Linked DNA regions of Anser cygnoides: region 2 is linked to region 1. The links are chromatin contacts, called in public Hi-C maps. All regions are on one chromosome and are shown on one strand. Each heading gives the region's core, a stretch centred on a gene start, on an enhancer-like site or on the middle of the called end of the contact. The rest is flanking DNA. Distances are from core to core; before and after follow the strand shown. Region 1 holds the start of FERMT2 (FERM domain containing kindlin 2). Region 2 overlaps STYX (serine/threonine/tyrosine interacting protein).

Region 1 (5,638 bases), core at 1,828-4,327:
CTGACACCCGACGCTTAAAGCCACCACCCTACACTTCTGCCAGCACCCTACAGCAGGGCCAATCTGCTCACGATCCCCAGCGACGCCCTAAATTTCAGCAAAACTCCCCCAAATCATCTTGCCCTACCCCACAACCTGGGCAAGAGGACGGAGCAGGCGAAGCCATGCCCACGGCACCGATCCCCCACCCATCTGCCAGGGGGGGATCCCAGAGCTACGGGAAACATCGCTTTTAGGACGTTTCCCTAAAACTCAAAGGGTGAAAACTAGGACCTTTGGAAAACAACTTTTTCAATGCTGGGAGCCGCTAAAAAAAAATAAAAGAGCAGCAGCGGGGAGCGAGGGATGGGTTGAAAGCGCAGGGAGAGGGGTCTGACATGGGAAAGATGCAGGGTGAACGCATCTGGAGGCGAAAGGGCGCAGGAGGGCGAGGGGACAGCGTCCATCCTGCTCCCCGGGAACGACCCCGATCAAGCGGCTGGCCTTCAAAGCACGGCAGTGCAAATAACGAGGAGGGAAGGGAGGCGACCACATGCAGGGAAGGCGAGGAGAGAGGGAAGGGGCAGCCTGAGCGTCCGCGGGCCCCGAGCACCACGACAGCCGAATGCACAGCTCCCGCGCGGGGCCGAGGGCCAGCATTCCTTCCCCATAATACAATGCCTAATTTAACGGGAGGAGAGGAGCCTGGCGAGCTCTTCGCGGGGGGACGCCTTGCGTCAGGAGCTAATTTAAGCCCTCGCTGGGCTTCGTCCCCCCGCACGCGCCGAGCCCCCGCGCGCCAGGCGTCCCCTCAGTGCGACGTCAGCCCCGAGCAGCAGAGCCCAGGGGGGCAGCGCTTATCCATCCGGGGGCCGATTTTTACCATTTCTAGAAAGCCATTGACTTTTTTTTTTTTTTTTTTGTGCTTCCCCGTGTGCTCAGCCCAGCTTCGGCGGATCTTTCTGCAGCTCCGGCATAAAAATAACAAAAATAAATGAGTTTTCTGAGTCAAGGCTGTCTCGAGCTCAAGACCCTTTGATGCGAAGGTTTGCTTCCTTTTCAAACGAGCGTACTTATGTCTGTCTCTTGCTTCCTTTAGCTACAGATAATTGATAAATCGGAGCCCGAGCACGGTGTAAGATGGTGTTTTTAAAGCCACGCAAACGCTTCGCATGTAAGCAGGACCTGCAGGCGCAGCTGACAGCGCTGCTACTCCCACAGCCACAGGCATGCGCCGGCAACTCGAAATTAATATTTTATTTGAGCAATTACGGTAATCAGCCCGAACAACGCTGCTGGGTAAACACAGGCAAGCCATAAGGAGCCGATACAAAGAGGAGCCGCTACGAGGCCGTCCCCGGACCGCGGGTTGGGGACAGCACCAAGTGGCTTTTGGGGACGCCGGGCCGCGAAGGCGCCCACGGAGAGCGCACAAAAGCTCGCAGCCGGCCGGCCCCACCGCCTTCAGATGCCGGTTTTCACATGCCCCAGACAAACGGGCTCTTTGTCCAGGTGCGAGCTCAAGGCCACCGGACACCGCGGGGCTCCCGGCCCCCCTTGTTGGCCCCAAAAGCCAGGCAGCCCCAAATCAGCTCAAAGGCGCTTTCCTCGCCCAAAAACGGCACCGCGCGTGGAGCAGGGCCAGCCCTTCCAGTGCTGACCGTGCAAACGCGCTGCCCAGCTCCGCTCTGTGCTGGCTTTCCGAATTAAATCTTTTTTTGTCAGCCGGAGAAGGCGCACTCGCACAAAACCCACCCATAAATGACGATGTCTCCCGGCCCCACGCAAAGTCCCCTTTGCAGAGCAGCTCAAAGCACCGGCCCCGGGGGCGGAACGGTTCGGCTGCTTCTGGCCCGAAGTGGGTGCAGAGCGTGGGTGCTGCCGGGCACCCCTCGGGGCCCCAGGGGGCTGGGTGGTGCTCAGAGGGGTGTCTGGGGAGAGGGGCACCCCGGGGCACTCGGAGGGCTGGGACAGGGTGCTGGGTGCTCAAGCGGAGTCGTGGGGCAGGGTGCTGGGTGCTTAAGCAGAGGCTATGCCGGGACAGGGGGTGCTGGGTGCTCAACCAGGGGGCAGGGTGCTGGGTGCTCAAGGTATGCCGGGACAGGGTGCTGGGTGCTTAAGCTGATGCTAGGACAGGGTGCTGGGGCAGGATGCTAGGTGTGGGCAGGGTATCGGGTGCTGGACATAGGCAGGGTGCTGGGCACTGGGCACAGACAGGGTGCCGGGTATAGGCAGGGTGCTGGGCATTGGATATAGGCTAGGTGCTGGGTGCTGGATGTAGGAGGGGTGCTGGATGTAGGCTGGGTGCTAGGCATAGGCAGGGTGCTGGGTGCTGGATATAGGCTGGGTATTGGGGTGCTGGATGTAGGCTGGGTGCTGGGGCAGGGTGCTGGGTGTACAGGCAGGGTGCTGGGCACTGGGTGCTGAAGCACAGCACTGTAGAGCTGGGTGCTGGGTGCTGGGGCACAGGCTGGGTGCTGGGCACTGGGTGCTGGGCACAGCACTGTGGCAGAGTCCTGGGCGCTGGGGCAGGGTGCTGGGCGCTGGGGCAGGGTGCTGGGGCGCTGGGGCACGGGGTGCTGGACACAAGCAGGGCGCTGGGTGCCGGACACGGGCAGGGTGCTGGGTATGGGCAGGGTGCTGGGTGCCGAAGCACAGCACCGTGGCTGAGTCCTAGGAGCTGGGGCAGGGTGCTGGGCGCTGGGGCAGGGTGCTGGGCGCTGGGGCAGGGTGCTGGCTACAAGCAGCCGTGTGCCGGCGCCCAGCCCTGCCCGAGGCCGGCGGCCGGGGGGGGGGGGGGGACGGACACGACACTCACCGAGCTTCTCGACGAGGCGCAGCATGACGCCGCCGATGTGGATCTCGCCGGTGACCCGCAGGGTGACATCGCGGCCCAGGTCGGTGACATGGACGCTCAGCTCCCACGTCCCGTCCGCGTAGCAGCCGTCCGGCATGCGGATCCCGTCCAGCGCCATGGCCCCGGCCTCCTGCGCCGCCAGCCAGCCCCGCTCAGCCCCCGGCACGGCTCCGCTCGGCTCCGCTCGGCTCGGCTGGGAGGGAGCCGGGGGCGCGGGGAGGAGGGGGGGGGGGACGGGGAGGGGGGGGGCGCCCGAGCCGCTCTGCCCGCGGGGCCGCCCGGGAGGAGAAGGGGCGGGCAGGGGGAGAGGGGCGGGAGGAGGAGGAGGAGGAGGAGGAGGAGGAGGAGGAGGGGGAGGGGGATAATAATTAAAGGAAAAACGCGCCCCGCGCTGCCGGGCCCCTTGGCCTTTTATGGAAGCGAAGGACAGAGCGCGGGGGGGGCCCCGCTCCAACATCCGGGACTCGGCACGGCTCGGATCGGCTCGGATCGGCTCGGCACGGCGTGGATCACGGCATGGCACAGCACGGCCCGGCATGGCACGGCACAGCTCGGCATGGCACGGCACGGCATGGCATGGCATGGCATGGCATGGCACGGCATGGCACGGCACGGCATGGCATGGCATGGCACAGCACGGCATGGCATGGCATGGCATGGCACGGCATGGCATGGCATGGCACGGCACATGGCACAGGCATGGCATGGCATGGCACGGCACATGGCATGGCATGGCATGGCACGGCATGGCATGGCATGGCACAGCATGGCACGGCATGGCATGGCACGGCATGGCATGGCATGGCATGGCAGCACGGCATGGCATGGCATGGCACAGGCACGGCATGGCATGGCATGGCACGGCATGGCATGGCACACGGCATGGCATGGCACGGCATGGCATGGCACGGCACGGCATGGCATGGCAGCACGGCACGGCATGGCACAGCACGGCATGGCATGGCATGGCACGGCACGGCACGACATGGCACAGCATGGCACAGCATGGCACGGCATGGCACGGCACGGCATGGCACAGCTCGGCATGGCACGGCACGGCTGCTCAGCAGGCCCCTCCAAGCGCACCCCACCGCCAGCCCAACCCCGGGGGTTTCCCCGCTTTTCCAAGCCCCCAGCCCCGCAGCAGAGCCGGCCGGCACCGAACCGCCTCGCCCCGTGCCGAGCCCTACCTTGGCGTCGCAGCCTTCGGCCCGCGCCGTGCCCGCTGCCCCGCTGCCTCCCTCCATCCCCAGCGAGCCTCGGGGATGGGAGCTGTGGGTGGCGAAGGAGAGCCCGAGCCGGCACGAATGCAGAAAAAAAAATTAAAAAAAAAAGTGATTATCCGCTTCCTGTGGCTCTCCACCCAATGATACGTACGTCCCGCCACGGCAGCCGGGCTTCCTGAGAAGGTGGCGGCGCGGGAGGAGCGGGGACGCGAGGCCCGCGGTGGGCAGGATGCGTCCCGCGGTGGGCGCTGGGCAGCCCCGTCCCGCTGGCCCCAGCCCCTCGCTGCGGCCTCTGCCCTCAATTTCCACGCGTGCCGCTCCCGCGTCCCACGCCACGAACGGCAGCCGGGGCTTTGTCGTGGTGGTGGGCACGAAAGCGGCGTGGCGGGGAGGATGGGGGCTCCCCAGCTTCCCCCCTTCTGCTGTTTTCGTGGAGGTGTTTATCAAGGGTTGCTCCTCTGCTTTCCTATAAGCCTTAATAAAGGCTTTCCTGGGCCAGGTTTCGCGCACAAAGAGCATGGAGGATTTAGGCTAACGTGGCCGATGCTGCTGGAGGGGACTTGGGTAACGGTGGCCTCCCCCCAAAATCCTCCCAGGGCCTCGGTCCCTGCCAGCGTAACCCCATTTCTTCCCCCTGAGCCTGGAAGCTGAGCACACTCTGCACGGGGACGGCCTGGGAAGGCAGGGCAAAGCCATCCCGTAACAGCCCGGCTCGTATCTCGGCGTTACTCCTCTGTCAGACAATAGGGCAATAAATAGAAAGGGTTACTCTCCGCTCCGGCGTTTTGGCCGAGCTCCCCAGCTGATGCAATGCAACACGGCCCCGGTGAAGCCGCATTGTTTCGGTCCAGCTGACTGCACTGGTTCCTCCTGCCCCCAAAAACCCTTCCCGGAGTTTATTTCCCCAGCCTCGGTGGCAGGGGGACGCCGTCCCCGGGGCTCCCCTTCCCACCCGCAGCGGGGGTGTGCGCGGAGGCGGGCGGCCTCGTCGCCAATGCTCGGCCGAGCCGCGAAGCAAGGTCAAAAATGCACCCGCGGAGGCTCTTGCGTCAGAGGCAGCCAAGCATCCCGGGGCTCTTCCCACTGTTTGCAGGAGCTGTGCGCTCCCTACGAGCAGCAGCAATAGCCAAATAAGGTGCCGCAGCGCACGGCCGCGCCGCCGGGGCAGGGATGATGCCCACCAGACCTGCCCGCGCGCGGCTCCCAGCCCGCTGCCCCTTCGGCCTCCGCTCCCCGAAAGCGGGATGCTGTTCCCGTGAAATGACTCAACAGCGGGGCAGCTCCGAGATACCGGCGGTGGAGCCGAGCCGCTCCTTCCCTGCCTTTATTAGGCTCCTTTTTGCTCTGTTTTTGTTTGCTTTTTTTTTTTTTTACTGATTATTTTAATTTTTAACTATGCGCGAGTGTCGAAGCTGGCTCGCTTTAATACCTTGCAGCTTCGGGGCTGTGTGTGAGCCGGTCAGACTGGCTTTCTCCAGGGCGACCGAAATGTGCCCCGTGTATTTGGGTGCCTTGGCTGGGTGTAGGGAGCAGGAAAAGCAGCAGGATCCAGGCACGGGAGCAGAGAAATTCCCCG
Region 2 (5,638 bases), core at 1,216-3,715, 74 kb before region 1:
AAAATCCTTTCTAATTCCCTACCAAGAGCTAGCAAAAGCCTCCCTGCGCGTGTGGCCAGGGGAAGCACTGACTTTTTCTTGCGTGCCCTTCTAAAAAGGGGGCTGACTGTGAAATCGGTGCTTCCGGCGCAGCTGTGGGTGCTGAGGTGGGCAAAGCCATGGGTTGAGGGCTTGGAGCTTTCTCGATGCCCTCGAGACCTCGCCGCAGGGGTGGGATACTCGGAGCTGAACTTCGTGGTAGCTCCGAGGAGACCAGGACGTCGACAGGAGCGGCACGCGGCGAAGCTTTTCCTTAGCTGCCGGCGTGCGTGGAGCAACCGACCGAGTTCCGTAAATACAGGCGAGCGGTCTGTTAGGTTTGCTACGTCCGGAAACTTCCCCTCTTCTTTCTGGTAGCTGGGATCTCACACGGCTCCCTCGTACTGCGGGGCAGCGAGAAAGAGCCCGCTGACAGCCCAGCGGGAGCTGTAGGGGAGCGAGGACAGGCACGGAGGCTCTGCCGAAGGATTCGTTCGGTTTAGCTTTGGCTGTTCTGTCAAACGGAGCAAGGGCTGAAAACGCCGGGCCTGCCACGTCCTCCGGAAGGGTTGGAGAGACCGAGGGGGTGAGAGCGAGCGGGGGCAGCGAGCCCTGTGGGTCGGGATCCTGCAGGAGGCGGCCGTGTGCCGGCTGCCGATGGACGGCTGGGCATCACCTTCGTGCGGCCCAGCACCGGCACGTGGATGTTGTGCGAGGATCCTTCCCGGTGTAACGGCCTCGCATGGGGAAAAGTGGGAATCTGTTTCTTTATGGCGTGCTGTAGTGATGCAGAACACGACTTCCTGGGGTTGTTAAAGCTAAATCCTGAATATTCAGAGCTAAGTTGCTTTGAATAGAGGCAGTGAGATGGTCTGGGTTTTAACGGAGCTGCTGCTGTGCCTCCTTCCTTCTGCCTGCTTGTTCAGGGCTGCAGGAACGTAACAATCAAAGGACTCTTTTGCCTCTGTGGCTAATACAGAATGTCCCGAAGCTTTTCCCTTTTTTCTTCCCCCCTCCTTCTGCCTCCCCTCTCTCGAGACGTTTCAAAGCAGAAAGCCGAGCAGTGGATATACACCACGCCGGCTCTCCTGCACAGGCGTCCTCGCTGATGACGTCGGGTGCTTGAGTTTTTCTGCACGTTCGCTCTCAGAAGAGTGATGTGCCTTGTCCCCGAGTGTCACCGGTGTCCGCCTGGAGAGGTAGAAGTTAGCTCATACACATACAGAAAACAGACTTTATTCTTTTATATAATGTGCGCGGATAGGCCTCTGCCTGGATTTGTTTTCCCTTCTGCATGCTTATATAACTATTTTTATTTTATTTTTAAGGATTGGACCTATCCCATGAGGAGAGAGATGCAGGTATGACGCGCTTTCATTTTCCGTTTGAGTCAAAACCCACAGTGCTTTCTATAGGGGGGGGGGGAAAAAAGCCTTACAAAAAAAGCTGGTATTAAAATCAGTCCTTAGGGTAAAGTATCAGGCAGCACCCTGGGAGAGATGTGCTGCTCCGGTGGGGGAAGGACAGAGGTTTAATATCTCTCAGACATCCCTGGCGTAATGATTAACGTGGTTCCAGTGATGGCATCTTGTTCCATCGGGGACTACAGGTAGCAAGGGGTTCAGTGGCAGGGGGAGAGGGCTGCTGGCTTAGTGTGAAGGTGGGTTTTGGGTCTCCGTTGTGCAAGTGCAGGAAAACAAAAATAATCTCCTTCAGAATCCCCCCAAATGAATGTTTTTAGGAGATGGTTACTGAAAACATTATTGGAGCTCTGCTTTTTAACTTAAATCCCCTTGGGAGTAGCTGTTCTCATGTAGGTAGGACTTCAGGACAATTAAAAGTTTCCTGCCGCGTCAGCCAAATCTTTGTACAAGACCTTCATGTCTTTACTGGGGAGGAGATAACTGGTTAAAATTAGCTTTTTTCTACCACTGAGACAAAGCTAGAGGCCTGATATGCCTGTATATTTTCCATGAGAGTGCTTAGGAATTAAGTTGGAGACACAATTATGTACAAACGCAGAGTTCCCTCAAAGCCCACGTTCGATCCGGGGCTGGGTGAGAGGTATCAGTCAACCTGGAACTTAGCCTAAACAAAGGACGAAATTCCAGTTCCAGAACAAGATCTCCTGCACAAAGGTCGTGCGGCTTTTATTTTGTTCCCTTGGCCTGTTTTAAACAGCACTTGATAACGTCTCACGGACGTGTGAGTTATTTGTTCCTGTGGGGTCGAATGCAGCGTGTTATTTCAGATAATTTGGGGTTCATATTAACTGTCTGTTTTTCTGCCCCCCTAGGAAATTTTACCCGGGTTATTTTTAGGCCCGTATTCTTCAGCTATGAAAAGCAAGGTATGATTTTCAGAAGAGTGTCTCGTAAGGAAACTTTGCTGTGCTGCTTTTTTACTGTGGCAATGTGTTGTTCAAGTGTACGTCTGTATCCACGTAGGTATAAATTTGGTTGCAACATTTTGTACAATCCTCTGACATCTTTCCTGCTGGGCAGAAGAAGTGCATCATGCCTTTATGGGGTGGTTTCTTAAACCTGGAGGATAATCAGGGGCTGGTATCGATGCCTCCCTCTTTCCAGAGAGAATCTGCAGCCATGTGCTGGGGCAGTTGGCACTTGCAAAAACTGCCTTTTCTTTAACAATCTTGAAAAAAGTGAAAAAGAGCCCTGATTGATTTTTCACATGGCTTCAAGTTGTGCATGCATGCGTACACACACGTGCAAGTTCTTAATTTCTGCTGGCCAGCTTTACCTATGCCTTGCAAACCAGAGAAAACTCCAGGTTTGAAGTGACTTACGTGTTAGTTAATTGTGGTGAACGTGTGTCTGTGTTTTGTATATTAAAAATTGAGTTTTATAGTTAAGCTTTAAAATAATTTTTCTAAGAAGTTATTAAAAAAATCAGACTCGCACATTGCTGATCAGGCAATCAGTTTCCTTTACTGAAGTGTTGCAACACAGATCAGAATTGGAAACTTACACAGCAAAATAAAGTATGTAGCAGTGCTTGACTTGATTGTAGAAGCAAAACCAAAGCTTGTTATCTGCCAGCTTGCACTGTGGTCTAACTGCTCTTACCTTCAGTGGTCTGGCTGCAAGAAGTGGTCTGCAAGAAGCAATGCTAGCTGGAAATTGCTATAGCATATGCACACTTGCAATTTCAGGAGAACTGAAAGGTGGGCACAATCAAACAAGTTTTTGAACGCCTTTCTTGCCTCTTACTTCCATCATTGGAATGCTTTTTTTCTTACAAATCCTAATGGTTGTGTTTTTGCTTTTTTGAAAGAGAATTTTTCACACTGTGCTTTGAACATTAGAAAGCCAGCTCTGATTTTCCTCAGGTACTTGATGTAACTCATTGCGTATTTAAGTATAGCTTCTCTTTTAAATGACTGTGTAATCGATGGACTCGGTTTTTAAAAATCTGTTTTTCTTTTTCTGCAGCTACCTATACTTCAGAAACATGGAATCACCCATGTAATATGCATACGGCAAAACATTGAAGCAAACTTTATTAAACCAAACTTCCAACAGCTGTTTAGGTGAGAAATGAGCATAATGTGCAGAACTGTAAACAAGTAAGACTTACTTTTAAACACATTACTCTGTAGTAATGAGATCTTTTTTGTGCGTTCTTTCTGGTTATTTTTACATTGTAAAAACTATTTCTACACCTTATCACATTTCTCAAAGACTCTGAAATCCAAGCTGTGGAGTTTCTTCATCGTGCTAAACTCCAGACGTAAGCAAATCCACAAATGAAAAGTATCTGTTCGTGTCCAGTAACTGTCTTGAGTTATGAGGTTGTTAGTTCTGAGTAGTCTCTGCTGTCGATAAAACACTTGAGGTAACTTGATCAGAAAATGTGTACCTCTGAAAAAGCTGCATAGAGAGCCCCAGAAAAGGATGCTGGCCCGTATTCACATACTGATGGCGAGGATGTGAGCGCACAGTGTGCTGCTTTCAAACACAGCTCTGTCGTTGGTAGCACAGCATTTCTGAATTTCTTCCGCCCCCCGGGGTGATTTTCTCTGGGGATGTTGGAGAAGGTTCCTCATTTGCTTCCTTGTAAGGACAGCTCAGAAGGCTGCTTGCTCGGAGTAGTTCCGGAGCTCGGACCGGAGAGTAAAGCCACGTGGGTAGTGTCGGCTTCCTTCTGCAGGTTGGAGCGTTGTCGCAGGGCTGAGTCAGCTGTAAGCGTTACTGCGTACTCATGGCAACTGTTCTTGTTGCAGGTATTTAGTCCTGGATATTGCAGATAATCCGGTTGAGAATATAATACGATTTTTCCCTATGGTAAGTATTGGTTAACGTGAATGGGTTGGGAATGGAGTTGTCCAGTAAGATTCTTATGAATTAACAGATGCATGGTTCCAGGTGTGGGAAGCCCAACCTGAGGCACTTTCCTAGGCAGGCGGCAGGGTTGAGAACTCTGAAGTGACCTTTTTATTGCCACTGTAGTAAGGGTGATTAACTCATTCTTACAAGCATAGAAACAGAGGCAGAATTGCAAGAGCTGTATCATATTATGGTCCCAAAAGAAGGCAGGTTATGTGAGAGTAATATTTATTTTGGAAACCCTTAGCCTGCAGGGAAGCTTTTTTATCGCCAAAGAATTTATTTTAGTATTTGATACGAGAGATGTAAATTAAACAGAACATGGTAACTAGTTGGCGTAGCTCAGTTTTACAGCATCTCGAAAGATGTTCATGCAGAGGAGTTAAAAGGTAACTGGAAACTAAACAGTACACATGACACAGTCAAATCTGGAAAAAGCTCAAAACTAAAGGTTTGTTCTGTGATTTTTGTATCTTTATTTTAGGTTAGTTTGTAACAGAGCAAAAGCATTTTGTTCCTTCCCCCACTCAAAGGAGGAAAAAAAAAAAAAAAGCTGTTCTGGCTTCACTGCATATAGCAGAGGTGGTCACGTTTTTGCAGAAGGCAAATTAACTGATGGCTTGCAGCTTTTCTAAAGCATAATGCCATTTGACCAAAGCATCCTTTGCAAATCTGAGTTACTGACATCTTAATATTTCTATTGGCGTATTTTTAAGAGGCTGATTGGAGTTTTCTCCACAATAAATTATCTAGCTTTTGCCTTTCATCTAATCAACTGTTTCAGCCTGGCAGTATTTCACAGACCTCACTAGATCATGCCTCCCCTTATAGACTGATTAGACCTACTGTTTTTTACTGAAAATATGATTGGAGAACTTCTCAGAAGTCACGGGCATCAGTAGTGTGATCCAGGCCATACTTCTGCTGACGCATGTGTTTTTTCCTGCCCCTGAACTGTTAAGCAAAGAGGGAAGTTGCTTTTTTGTTATAGTGGCACAACATGTCACATAATGAATGTAAACAGCACACACAATGGATCTTAAAGCATTTTTGCACCTGGCTTCACATTAAGTTTCACTGACCATTTTATGGATAGTAAAAAGTACAAAAAAAAAAAAAAGACGATCACTTCAGCCAGACGCTTTGAAGTCTGTACAGAGTGAGTTGTTGTTGTTGTGTAGAAAGACTGATAAAAAAGTTCCACAATATTTTAATGCAAGTAATAGTAACGCTTACAATAATCTGAATGTTTCAGTCTTGTAATTTTTTTCTCT

The links. A called contact is a pair of places that touch in the nucleus more often than the background predicts.
Region 2: a contact with region 1 is called in a Hi-C map of liver, with 6 times the contacts expected there. The contact joins the enhancer-like site here to the promoter of FERMT2 in region 1. A contact is called at or near these places in 2 of 7 Hi-C or Micro-C datasets (both in liver).

Annotation. Positions count from the first base shown.
Region 1 is chr5:63,518,668-63,524,305 of Taihu_goose_T2T_genome, reverse strand. FERMT2 (FERM domain containing kindlin 2) reads right to left here and starts at 3,077. Exons shown (of 15, transcript XM_048066133.2): 1 at 2,798-3,077. The coding sequence starts at 2,954.
Region 2 is chr5:63,592,493-63,598,130 of Taihu_goose_T2T_genome, reverse strand. It overlaps STYX (serine/threonine/tyrosine interacting protein), which reads left to right. Exons shown (of 11, transcript XM_048066136.2): 2 at 1,347-1,379; 3 at 2,315-2,368; 4 at 3,471-3,568; 5 at 4,262-4,322. Among named protein-coding and RNA genes, the nearest start is that of STYX, 11 kb to the left of the region's middle. Within about 2 kb of position 2,465, at least 1 of the 3 cell types and tissues checked has open chromatin away from gene starts, as enhancers often do. A contact at or near this core is called in liver, where this site is marked.